2 separate regions of the Zea mays genome follow, and region 1 is linked to region 2. A link is a contact called in public Hi-C data. All regions are on one chromosome and are shown on one strand. Each heading gives the region's core, a stretch centred on a gene start, on an enhancer-like site or on the middle of the called end of the contact. The rest is flanking DNA. Distances are from core to core; before and after follow the strand shown. Region 1 holds the start of LOC100284952 (calcineurin B-like protein 9). Region 2 holds the start of LOC100274243.

Region 1 (2,801 bases), core at 206-2,705, 160 kb after region 2:
TAATTAAAAAAAATAGAAGAGAGATCATTTAACATACAAACTAGAGCACTTCATGTACCATAGGGTTGTATTGTAAATAAGGAACATTTGGTAAGGAACAACCATGAACAGAATGAAAACAAACATTTGAACGTAAATCTTGGTGCCTACAAGCTACAACTACGAAAAGGACATAAAAATGGCAGTGCCACATAATTTCTGCAGCTGAGGAAAGTAAAAATACAAAACGTAGGATAGCAAGCTTCACTTTCCAGTCGTACAATCAGCAATGAGGGCTAACTACAACATGGCTAGTGAGCATATTTGATGTTCATACACAAAACTGACAATATAGCAAGGAATACAGAGATGACTAATAGAATATACCTTGTTGATCAGGCCATCGTCAATCACTGAACCACTTATGCTCTTGAACAGCTCGAATAGAGCCTCAACCTCACTAACACTGACTACATAAGCAAAAGAAAAGCACGTACTCAGCAAGATATAGAGAGGGCAATTTAGAAATTACCGAAAACGCAAGGATCATGCAGCATGCATCCAGTGCTCCTACAGATATCTAAGATATCCTAGTAAACGACACCGATATCTAGACGAAACATCTGGCATCTCCGTTCTCCAATTCCATTCCAACCACGGCAATCATTGAAAACTAAATAAGAAAAAAAAAACTCGAACTCACGCGAGTAGCTCGTACGCGTAGGGCAAGAGATGGGATCGGCGAACTCACAGGAGGTCTGGGAGGCGAGGTCCACGGGGTCCTCGTAGCCAGGATGCTGCCGCTTGGCCGTGGAATGGAAGCATCCCATCGCCGCCGCGGGGCGTTTCGAAGAGCCGGCCCAACCACTCAAACCAACCAATCTGCTAGCACCGCCGCCCGCGCTCCCGCCTAAAAATGGCCCCGTTCGCAGCTGTCTTCGCCGCTGAGGAGGCGAGGGAGTGAGGGACTGAGGGGCACGAGGGCGGCGAGGGCGAGTGGATCTGGGCCGTCGAGGTGGGGTCAGACGACGGAGACTTGAGGATTTCGGCTGCAGCCTGGGTTTCTTCTGGCGAACGAGGCCGCCGTCCGGGAGGGCGGGGAAAAAAAAGGAGGCGACGCGACGCGACGCGGCGGCGATTGGTTGGTCGAAGCGGGGTGCGGAACTGCGGAACGGACCAGGAGCCGGGGGCGTCGCGCACTGGTTGCGTCCACCACGCGTCGGAGCGAGGGCGAACCAGGCCAGGCCGAGACGAGGCGGGGAGCTCAGCCCCCTGGCCCCGGGAGGCAGGGGCGGCCGCCCTTCCCCTGATCGGCCTTGGGGCCGGGTCAGTCTCTGCCACGCCGGCGCATGTGCGCGTCCCCTTCGACGCTTCTTCTACTGGAAAAGGGCCAAGGCGTGCGGCGAAAAAGGGAGATGAGACGAAACCGCACGACGGCACAAGCGATTCGGCACGCGACAGCGCACCGTGCGGCTATTCCCAGCCACGCTCGACATGCCCAGAATATAACGGCACTACGGGAGGTGGTGGCGTACGCACCAACCTGGAAGATTACAGTCGCGGAGCCAACTGCCGCAGCCGGCGGGCGGCGACGGCGACGGCGCCTCAGATTCTGGTCGATTATTCTGATTAGCTCCAGTCTCCGGAGACGGAGTTCGCGAGACCATGCGTTGTTTATAGAACATTCTGAATTATAACATGTTTTGATTTAAATGTCTAAACTATCTTCCGCATCTTATCCATTCTTTTATAGCCTGTTTGGTTTGGTTTGAGGAATAAGCTAATCCATCATCTTCTCCTTTTTTTTTGTTTGGTTTGTGGAATGTAAGAGCATCTCCAACAATGCCTCAAACTAATGCCTCAAATCGAAATATAGGACTCTACACAGAAAAAATCACTCCAACAGTACCTCAATTAAACAAATTTTGTCAAAAAACTATAGGGCACCCTCTCAAGTGCCTCAAATATACTACATCATAGTGGGCTGCCCTATAATCTAGATTTGAGGCTTTACTGTTGGAGCAGAGTGTTTTGTTGGTGCCCTAAATTCTATAAAATTTACTTATTTTTAAATTATAAGGCATTTTTATAGGTCACGTTGTTGGAGATGCTCTAATGAGTTGATCTATCATCACTTCATTCCTTATAGTTAGTTAGTTAATACTAATATGAGGAATGAGGTTATCCCACCAAATTTGAGGAATGAACCCATGATGTCCACCGCATTTTGGATTGAGTGATTCCTCAAACCAAACACCTCTTACTATATTTAAATTTCACTCTACGGATAATGCAGATAATGTAAAAACAATTTTCTAGATAAATTATAGATAGACTGCTGGACACGGTTTAATTAACTAATTGTTAGCTTCCAGTTCTTTCGACACGAGGTCACCCCGTTTTCATCCGCCAAAACGGAAATGCAAGAGTTTTGAGCTTCAGCAGAGGAGCAAAAAAATCATCTATGAAACGTTATAGTAACGGAGTGGAAACGAGTCGAGCTAAATTAAACTTAGCTTGGTCAAGTAACGAGCTTAACGAGTCGAGTGACTGGACTCATTTCTCCGGTGAGCTTAAAAAGTAGACTTAGCTCGGCTCACAGCTAGCTCGTGAGTCTGACCAAAAGCCTTAACTCGTAATATAAATTATAATATAGAATCTTAAAACTAATTTAAGTAACCTATTTTAAATTTGTAAAATAAATATGTTACTAATATAATTTAGAAAATAGATTAAATTTATACAGTAATTTCTAATAACACAATCTAATTATATATTTGGTACTCATATATTTGGTACTGATATTATATGATATTTAGGAT
Region 2 (2,700 bases), core at 8-2,507:
CTATACTATCACTCCCTCCAGTCAGAAGGTGACACTTCAGACATCATGGTAGAACTAATTGCATGTCAGTTTGGTTCTAGGATTCCATTAAGTAGAATCTCCAATTTTATGATTCTAGCACTTATGATCCTAATATTTGCGATCGTACAATTGGAGTTTCGATCCCATTCTGGATCATGATTTTAACAAGCTTGGATAGCATTCAAGTTGAAGAAACAAAAAACACAAAGCATTCATGTTATGATTCTGTGTAATAAATGTTTTGCAGCCTTTGATCCATCTCATCCTTAAGGTAATCCAAGTCACTTTCAATTACCATGTTACACTTACATTTGTTTCCTCATTGTTGGTTTCAGAGATACCCCAGCTCCTGAACCCCAATAGGAGCAAACCACTCAAACTCTTTAGTCTTTGGCTTTTTGCTCATTTTTACTGGTTTCTTAGAGGGAGTTTGTTCTATAGGGACTAATTTTTAGTCCCTCCGTTTTAGTCCCTAAATTGGCAAACACAGGGTCTAAAATAGAGATAGTCCCTCTTTTAGTCCCTGTGTTTGACAATTTAGGGACTAAAATAGAGAGACTAAAAATTAATCCCTAGAAACCAAACACCCACTTAGTTTATATTGCTTATAACAACACTTGTTGCAAAAGAGCCAACATACAAACGGAAAGCATGTCATCTTCCGCTTCAGGCAAGGAACATCATCCGCTTCAGGCAAGGAAGTGAGCTTCTCATTGAATGGGGACATAAAAACGGAAGCCACTAAATCTAATCATAGCACACTAAATTTCAGCATAAGATTCTGTACGAAAAAAGACGAAATACAGAAAAGTCGCATCTTTCAAACCAAGCATGCATTGTGGCAGTTCATCGTACACAGTGACGAAGGTAATCAAAACACGTAAAGAATAACGAGGGTTCACGAAAGATATAGCTCTTACCACCATCAGACACCTTCTCCGCCTTGCCAAGCGACGCCGGCAGTTTCCCGGCAGCGAGGCGCTCCCTCTCCTTGGACACGACGCCCCTGGAGGTGGACGGCGACGACCTCTCCAGGTGCTTCTCGAGCACGTCCTTAATGCGCTTACGGTCCATCCCTGCGCCGCCGTCGCCGTCGCAGCCACTAAACAAACCCGATTCACGTAAGTTACCGCCAGTTTCTCTCCCCCGATTCATGCGGACAGGTCCAGTTATCCGCTGCCAAGAGCCTCGCAGTACGGGCTAGGGTTTGCGCTGGCTGGGCAGGCGGGGGAAACGAGATGGAGAGAGAAAGCATCAAAGCAAGAGGAGAGGGACCAGAGAGGTGACGGGGCGCAGGGCGAGAGGGGTATAGAAATGGCGGTGGGTTGGGTTCAGAGCGGGTGCATCATCGTGCATCCGGATTTGATATCCGAACTTTAGACCTGATCTAAACTTAAACTCGTGGGCTCATCGCTCCTCTTCGTTTAATCCATATTACTTCTTGCTAAAACCCGCTGGGGTTTCACGCTCCCTCCGCATTTCACGGCTCCAGCCTCTCATGCGTGCCGACACGTGCCCATGGACCCGAAATTTTTCTTCAATTCAATAGAGCCGCGTGCGAGCTATACATCACATCCGCGGTCCGCCCGTCCCCATCCGACACTCCATATACCCACGTTGTTCCTCCCGCCGCGCCCCTACCTCCTCCCGACCTCGCCGCCATCGCCTATGTCCCTGACGCGTTCGCCGGCGCCAAGCCCACGGTCGTAGGTGGCCTTGTGGCGCCACGAGAGCCAGAGCTCTGGGAAGCCGTGTAGCAGGTCCCAGTAGGAGCACCGTCGGCCTATCCTCGGGCCCCGCTCAGCAACATCGAAGGAGACGTTGTTGACGTCCGCGTTCCAGTGCCGCACTTCGCCCTCGGGGCCCCGCTCAGCACCGTCGGACCCGCTCGTCGTCGGCACGCCCGACCCGACAGCGAGGGCCAAGCCCGCCGCGCCGCGCAGGGGGTCCTGGGGCCCCGAGCAGAATGCCGCCATCAAGCCTGCCACGCTCAACTTCGACGCCGAGAGGACGACGCCGGTCAAGGAGCGGCCGGCCTTGTCGACTCCGGTCAAGGACCGCGCTGGTGGCGCGACGCTTGCCAGGGAGCGCGGGGCTGCGGCGACGCCTGGTAGGGAGCGGGCCGCCGCGGCGTCGTCGGCGCTGAGCTCTGCATCGGTGAGGAAGAGCAGCAGCGTGCTGCCCAGGCTGACCAGGAGCCAGAGCTTTGTCGCGGGCAGGGATCAGCAGCATCCCAGGATCCCCAAGAGCCCATTCCCCACTGTACGCCCCCAGCCTCAACTGAAAAGCATTGGGAGCCAAGTCGAGTCACGCCTTTGTTTACAGATCAATGTTGATTTCCAATTTTTGTTTGCGCAGGAGAAGAGTTCGGTGAGCTGCACAGCCTCGAGGGCGACGAGGAGGGTGACCAAGGAGGAAGAGCCCTCCTCGCCTCCTTTTGATGATGAGCTCAGAAGCTCAGCCACATCCACCAAGAAGCGATCGGCGATAGCTGCTCGCGTGCCGGTGCCGGGGAAGCTCAGTCTACTCGGGAAGGTGCGATCGAATCTAGGAATAGCAGCAAACCATCAATCTTGACTCTTCTTTGTCTAACGTGTTTGCTGTGTCCTGCATTCAGGACGCAATGGAGCAGAGAGAGCAGGCGCAGAAGGTTGCCTTGGAGGCACTGCACAACGCATC

What was found. A called contact is a pair of places that touch in the nucleus more often than the background predicts.
Region 1: a Hi-C map of ear shows a contact between it and region 2, with 3 times the contacts expected there. The contact joins the promoter of LOC100284952 here to the promoter of LOC100274243 in region 2. A contact is called at or near these places in 2 of 25 Hi-C or Micro-C datasets (ear and tassel).

Annotation. Positions count from the first base shown.
Region 1 is chr9:119,603,488-119,606,288 of Zm-B73-REFERENCE-NAM-5.0, forward strand. LOC100284952 (calcineurin B-like protein 9) reads right to left here and starts at 1,456. Exons shown (of 8, transcript NM_001157847.2): 1 at 731-1,456; 2 at 367-449. The coding sequence starts at 809.
Region 2 is chr9:119,446,107-119,448,806 of Zm-B73-REFERENCE-NAM-5.0, forward strand. It overlaps LOC100274243, which reads right to left and starts at 1,258. Exons shown (of 4, transcript NM_001148611.1): 1 at 942-1,258. The coding sequence starts at 1,176.